Linked DNA regions of Danio rerio: region 2 is linked to region 1. The links are chromatin contacts, called in public Micro-C maps. All regions are on one chromosome and are shown on one strand. The core of a region is the stretch at or near the end of the contact, and the rest is flanking DNA. Distances in the headings are between cores, read along the strand shown. Region 1 holds the start of znf326 (zinc finger protein 326). Region 2 has its middle 49 kb from the start of kyat3.2.

Region 1 (3,937 bases), core at 907-3,406:
TGTAGGCATGAAAGTGTCTTATTTTATGATTCACGTAGAATAAAACAGCAGTTCTCATATTTACAAATCCAGTGTTTTTTTTTTATTTTTTTTATTTTTTTATATGAAATCAATTGTATTGTCTGTGACAGGTATACATTACTGCTAAACTGAAGCTTTAATGCGAGGTGCTGCAGTCAAAACACTTTGTTCAAACACCATTTTGGTCTTTTTGATTTCCCTCCTTTTTTGTCTAATGTAAAGACAGCATTAAAAACACACTTAAATGTTGCTTTTGTCACAGTTTATTAATTTGTTAAATTTAAATTATAATATATTCAAAAAATTAAAAAGTTTACTCAATTTTTTTTATCTTTAAATTCTTCAGCACTTACATCCCATTATTCATATTTTTTACAATACTCCCCAATCAGTATTATATATTGTTTACATTCATATATATTTATATATTTACATTTCATAGTTATACCTTCGTCACTTCTGTGTACATATGTGTATTTATATGTCATGTGTATGCTATGTGTATGACTTCACTTTGGACGGCAAAGTAAGAATTTCTGTGCACATGACAATAAACAAATTGAATTGAATTGAATATTAAGAAGCAAGAGGGATATTTTCATGCATAATAAGTTTGATTATATTCTTCATTACTCAATAAAAAATACTATAATATGTCATAAATGAAAGAAAAAAAGACGCAAGAAAAAGATACACAAAGTGCATGCTTAAGTTTCATGTTTAGGTACCTAAAAGTTTACGTTTGCGCTAAAATTTTTAAATAATATAGAATATGCATATTTAAAGGTAATATATTTTTGATAAATTTAGTTTTTTATTTTGTAAAAGTTTAAAAGTATGACATATATAGCCTATTTTAACTCACTCAAATTTATTGTTTTACATTTACTGTTCCAGCTAGCACTAATTTCATGTATTTAGTATAGTATACAATGTGTTCACTTAACCTTCAGTTTCTGTTAAAAATCTAAACAAAATATGTTTTTTAGAATTTGTCCGGAAATTGAGATATGACTGAAATTTTATATAAAGTAGTGATGATACCCAATTGATCTTTAAGAATAATCAATGGTTAGCAGCCTGGAGCAGCTCAGTATTTATGTTATCAGTCTCAACTAATCTCTTTGGAACTTATTTATTTATTTACAATTTTTTTTTAAACAGGAAAAGATTAAAAGATAATCAGGCCTGACTCAGCATGCATGCTGTTTTTCAGCAGGTTCCTGCTCTGCAGAACATAAAAACAGACAAACATCTCATCCATCAACACAGTACAAACAATCACCAAACATATAAAATAAAGAAAAGCAGGCTACTATCTCAGTGGCTACATCGATAGTTGACCATCAGATGACGAGCATGGGATTTCTTAAAAAGTCTCAGTGTTGGTATTGTTTTGAGATGTTGTGGGATCTCATTCCAGACTCTTGTGAAAACATAAAAGAAAGATCTCTGTCCATAACAGTTTTTAAAAGCCGGTACTGGCAAACATCCATTTGTTACAGATCTGGTGGAACGATCAGTCCTTGTGTTGAGTTTTGGTACCAATGCACAAAGGGCTGCTGAGGTAGAGCTATTTAAAATTTGGTAGTACAGTTTGATACCTGTGTTCATAATGTAATTTTGAAATGTTAAAGCTTTAGAAAGTGATAGAGCAAAACAGTGATGTGTCCATCCAGAAAGTCTGTTGTGTATATAGGCCCTATTGTACAGTCTAGCTATTGGCTCCAAGATATCGCTTGTTGTGAGAGACCAAATAGGCAGACAGTAAGACAAGGTAGACAAGATTATGGCATGCAGATAAGTTTCTGAAACAGAAAAAGACAAATTAGTCCTAATTTTGCCATAAGCAAATAGCTTTTGTTTCAGCTTTTTATAAACATTTTGAACATGGTTACAATAAGTGAGGTGAGAGACCAGACTGATTCCCAAATATTGATATGTGGATACAATGGAAAGTTTTTGATTTGAGAAAGTGAGAAATTTTATAATAGCACATTTATTATATTGAAAGACTTCTACAATTATGTTGCTAAATTTCAACATTACCTTTGCAGGTCTGCACTCAAAAATGGGCGTGGCCGAATTGAGGCTTCAGTCACGGTTTATGAAGGTCCAAGCGCCCTCTGGCTGAACAGAGCTTCCTTTCCTTTAGGGAACGGTTATGAAGGGCTGTTGTTGCAACTCCTGACACCGTTGTTTAGCTTTTTGGTTTCGTTTGTCACCAGGGGGGAAATGATTTCAGTGACACCTGTTTTAATTTAACGCAGTACGACTGACTGACTCTCATTTGTGCGGTAAGTGACGCGGCCTGTAATGTTGCCTTTGTTTATTTTTATGTTTTCAAACAAGTCGGCAGATGATTTATTGTTTGCATAATTATCCACGATGCTGGCATATATTGTAAAGTTAAATAAAAGAAGCCGTCATTATATTAGCTGTTTTTGTATAAAAGTTTAAATTTGAAACTACCAGAATCGGTCAACGATCACGTTGTATTTATTTTAGACACCACAATGATGGTGCAAAATGTAACACTCTTGTGAATCTTAAACTGACAACATAAACACAACGTTAAAATTAAGACATGACTGTGTTTAGGATAATGCCTTACAAAGGCCCATTCAAAACCTGAGTGATGGAGTAGCCTGCATTTGGCATTATTTGTGTGGTATACAAGTAAACAGACCTGAAAAAATCACACCTCAGCAGTGTACATGCCCTTGGGTTTGCTGACATTGCTGCAAAAGGTTCAAAACATGGCAGCCCCACAGTGCTCCTGCAGGATATGGCAAATTTGGCCTTCAGAGCAGCCTGAACAAAGCAAATCTGTGTCAAAGCATATTTACAGGAAGAACAATCACATTCAGTTAACAGAATGCGGCTTTATTGTAGGTGATTCAGTTCATGGTCCACCAACTCTCAAAAGTAAAATTCTAATAATGTCATGACAGGTCTTCTATCATTTTGATTTTTTAAAAAAAATTTACATAATTTTTCCAGCTTCTCCGAGACAATTTTACACTATTTTTTTCTTTCATGAAAATAGAACCAAATCATCATTATGGTGTTTGAATCGAAGCTGTTTAATTTAGTTTTCAAATAATGTCCGATCAAATTCAACAGTGAGTACATCAAAATGGATGCAAGGCTTTACATACTTATAAAGTTTTTGTGTAGGCTACTTACAAAATAGTTTATTTTAGTTTTGCATCTTAGTTGCATGTCATCTCAGCTTTTAGTTCCTTAAAATGAGGGTTTGGTGTATTTTTGTATATGTGAAAGCATTTAATTTTTTTTTTAAATATATTTAGTTTCAGTTGTAGGACTTTTAATTATAGTTGAGCAGAGCTAGTGTAGTTAAAGTTTTATTTACATCTGTAAACAACAATAAAATTAATAATAATAAATATTTGATCAGACACTGAACCCAAAATCATACCTATGCAACTTCAATATTTTTAATTTGAAGTATCATTTGAATAATTTTACTTGTCTTTAGACATGCTTAGTTAGACATTCCTATTTTACAAAAATAGAACAGCCATTTTGTTTATACAGAAAATATGTTTTTGTATATAAACATTCACAAAATGGGTGCTTTTTTTTAAATTCTCAAATGATTTTTAAAAATGTTTTGCTAATTATTATTTGATTTGAGTTTGTTTTCAGTAACTGTTGTTAGTTTCCTTTAGTTTTTTTTAATTAATTTTGAAATTAATTTTATTTCATTTCAAAATAAACCCTGGTGTTCTGACACATTGATTTTCATACAACAACACAGACTTTTTCAACACACTTTGATTATGTGACGTCATTAAGATTGCAAGTCTTGAAATGTGTGACACTGTGTGTTTTGTGTAGCCTTAGCAATAAATTATAAAGTAAAAATAAAAAATGTCTACCATTTAGCTTT
Region 2 (3,937 bases), core at 908-3,407, 150 kb before region 1:
TTTGCGTTATTTTTATTTGACGGAAGAAAAAAAAAGACTTGATTGGGCAAACGCCAGTTCTTAAAAAGGATTCAGTCAGTGTTTTTGTTTTGTAATCTAACCTTGTCATTTAACCTTATTTAGGGCTGGACTATTTTTTTATTCTTTTTATTTAGTTTATTCTGTTTTTTATGCTGTTGGAATGCTGCATGTGCTTAAAGATGTTCTGTATGCTGTTGTTCACATGCTAAAATGAATCAGTATTTTAAAATGCAATATTTAATGAGTCAGACACAAAATAGACACGTTAATTATTTATTTTATTAAATAATAATTTATTATTATTCTGACCAGTTATCCATTAATAATCGGTTAACGAGCAGCGGTTGTCTGTTGGCAAAATCAACTGAATTGAGCGTCTCTACATTAGATATTAGTAGGAAACCTATTTAAGGTACAATAAAATAATAATAATAATAATCTTCTCTCCCCTTAACCAGACTGGTCACACAACAAACTCAAAACTCATTGCAAATCTCAGTGTGCCTCAGAAGTGATTAGGCTTGACAAGCCACCTGTAGAAAATACATCGCATCTCTCTGACACTGACCCTTGCACCACTGTTTGCACATTTGCACCAAACACTTTCTTATCACTCTTCCTTATCATCTCTAATATAATTGTGCATTTATGAGTGTACTTCACACAGGTGAGTGGGCTTAACAAAACACCTGTTAAAATACCCTTCTCTCTCTTTAGAAAAAAAAACGTTCCCCCTTTTTACTCTAAAGGCTCGTACACAACGAGGCAATTTTTGTTTGCGTTTATCATCAACGTTTTACGAGACGTTTTTCCGGATTCAAACTCGAGCGATTTTCACTGCCATCAAGCAGAAGAGTATGCAAAATCACTCCTTGACATTAGATGGCGCTAAACAACTTTAAGCTTCTGACACCTGCTTGTAACACAGAAGAAGAGAAAGAGAGAAAGTTTACATGCTTGTTGTTAAAGTTACTGGTGACTTAAACTAGCAGGGATGGTTCAGGTAGCAGCTCAAGCTCTAGCGATAAAGAAATTATTATTGTTCACAAAGCAATAAGCAGCTTCATGTTCATATCGCCTCTGGGCAATTTCAATGTGCGCTTGCATTGACAGTTTTTCACTTGAGCGCCTTCGAGTGCTGATTACTGTAACTTCAGCAGCTCCATGCACGTAAACAAAAGTGCCATTTTGATTGGTAGAGAACGAGCATGAGGCGTTTTTTTTTTTTTTTTTTTTTTAATGATGCTTTTGCACCTGGTGTTTTGCACATTGATGTCCTTTATTAAGTCATGAGGCATTACACGTCAATGGAAAAGGCAAGCAAAAAAACGTCTCTGTGTGCACAGGCCTTAACACTTCATTACACAGTTCCTTTGTATAATTAGCACTTTTTGTGTTGCCTCCTTGTTAATCGCTGAATGCCTCCTCAATTGTAAGTTGCTTTGGACAAAAGTGTCTGCTAAATTTAAATGCAGATATAAGTTATTCTTTGTTATTTCTATGTTGGTGTTTTGTAACGTAATTTTTACGAGGTGAGTTGTTAGCACACCGCTCAACCCCCAACCTGGTGGATACAGTACACACATACACTACGGACAATTTAGCTTACCCAATTCACCTATACATCGCATGTCTTTGGACTTGTGGGGGAAACTGGAGCACCCAGAGGAAACCCACGCAAACATGGAGAGAACATGCAAACTCCACACAGAAAGGCCAACTACTAGTAAGACTTATTGTCTTCCTAGTAGGAAAGTTTTTTTTTTATTTATTTATTTATTAAATATCAGAATGACCCAGAAAACATGCTGCTGCTGCTGCTGCTGCTACTAAAACAATACAAAATGTCCTAGTACCTGAAGATCAAGCACCATGGTATCATGAAAACGGGTACTATTGCTTAATGTTAAAAAGCTTGCCATATGAACCTTTCTGGTCAAACCTGATAGTCTAGTTTGGTTACTCACTGTTACCATGTATTTTGCGTCACAAAATGAAACCGGTCTGGAAATTTTTGCTAATTAATGGTATGGGAGGACTTCAGTTAAAAAAAAAAAAACAGCAGTTGAGTTTTGATGTTTGAGTCACTTTACCTGAATGAGCTAAAGTGTATTGCTCTTCGGGTCAGACTGGTCCGATCTGGGTGTGTATATGAAAGTCACTTCATGAGTAATGAGGGTTTCCTATGGAAAGGCTCATCCTTTCTGTAAACTTTCGAAACTGTTCTGTTTTTGCAAATTTATGGCAAACAGCTTCCTCCCCACAGTATCAAAAATAAGTTTCAAAAACTACTACTGAAGTAATTTGATGCATGAAACATTGTGTAGAATGTTTCAGGCTTGGATCATTTTGTGATTCACTGACTTTCTAAACATTAAAAAATAAAAAATATGCCCCAAGTGGTGAATAAATGTAACTTATCATGTCAAAACTATTCAAATAATATTGCTAATTTATTCTTAGGGATAGTTCACCCAATAATTAAATAAATAACTTTAAAAAGAATAATATACCATCTTCAACAGTCTTCTGGTCATCAAAATGTGGAAAGATTGAGTGGGAAAAAAGTATAAAGTTACTAACAAATACATTTTTTAAGTAATAAAGACAGGTATCTTTTGCATTTTTACACAGAATTTATAGTTTTTAAAACTACTGCGATTTTTGTGGTATTGTTCAATAATCTGTTAGTCATCTTGTATTTTCAATGTATATGCTCAAGATTATTTTGGGTTGATGTTTCTAACTTTATTTCACGGACATTTGGTACATTAATACAAATTTGATTCTATGATGTCATGTTTGCTTTAGTACAAGATGGAATTGATTAAAAAAAAAGTACAACCTATTTTCTTTTACAACTAATGTTACTTGGAAAATACCACATTCATGTCATGAAATGGGCCAAAGCTAAGCCAAGCTAATTGTAAAGCTAAGCTAATTGTGAACATTTTATAAAGGAGATATTAAACAATATGGTACTACACTATGAAGCATTAGAAACAGAAAAGCTAAAAGACACATGAAGTTTGTGTCTTTATATATATATTTAAACCTCATATTTCCTGCCATATTTACGCCAGTAGGCCTAATAAATAAATAAGATTTAACACATACTGCAACTTCAAATGTTCATTCTATGTCACAAGGAATATCTAATGCTAATTTTAAAAAGGGCATGTGTCCTCTTTAAACTTTGCTTTCAGGTTTAAATGACAGATTTTCAAACTGGAGTGAGACACTCAACAGCAGTGTAAATGAGATTCTTGTGTTTTGACAGTCAGTGTCCAGATGTTATCTTGGAAAACTGTCACAGTAATAGTAGGCTACATGCTCTCTTGGGAATAGTCAGGACATGGGACAGATTTTCAGACAGGAAGAGGAAAGGGAAGCTGGGAAATAGGTTGAGAGGAGAAGCTCCGCCCTCACTTTCTGCTGCTTCAGAGAATCTTTTTTATCTGCAGAAAGGAAGTGTTCAAAAATACAGGCAAGACATAAGGTGTCACTAATATAATATAAGAAAATAATCTTTAGAGACTAGGAATTTTAAAAAATGCTTCAAATTTACTGTAATCCAGATTTATCCAGATTTTTAATATGAGCTAGCTCTCTATTGTAGAAACTCTTTTTCACAATATTGTGGCAAGTATGAAGCAAAATTGTTACACTACTTAAACTGATTTTGAGATTTTTTTTTTTTTTTTTTTCTGGTGAACACAAAAGTAGATTTTGAAGATTGTTGGAAACTGGGGGTTTGACATCGATAGTAGGGAAAACAAACAGTATTGGAAAAAAAACAGCATATGCCTGTAAGGTATATTTTGATGCTGGTTTTGCTAGTCTCTAAGCTGGTCTTGCTGATTTCAATGCTGGTTTTGCTGGTCTCAATGCTGGTCAGGACTGGCACTGAGACCAG

The links. A called contact is a pair of places that touch in the nucleus more often than the background predicts.
Region 2: a Micro-C map of caudal fin shows a contact between it and region 1, with 2.9 times the contacts expected there. The contact joins the enhancer-like site here to the promoter of znf326 in region 1. A contact is called at or near these places in 2 of 18 Hi-C or Micro-C datasets (caudal fin and fibroblasts).

Annotation. Positions count from the first base shown.
Region 1 is chr6:27,643,285-27,647,221 of GRCz12tu, reverse strand. It overlaps znf326 (zinc finger protein 326), which reads left to right and starts at 2,156. Exons shown (of 13, transcript NM_001082841.1): 1 at 2,156-2,318.
Region 2 is chr6:27,789,066-27,793,002 of GRCz12tu, reverse strand. It overlaps a transcript of kyat3.2 not described here. Among named protein-coding and RNA genes, the nearest start is that of kyat3.2, 49 kb to the right of the region's middle. Within about 2 kb of position 2,157, at least 11 of the 62 cell types and tissues checked have an H3K27ac peak or open chromatin away from gene starts, as enhancers often do. A contact at or near this core is called in caudal fin, where this site is marked.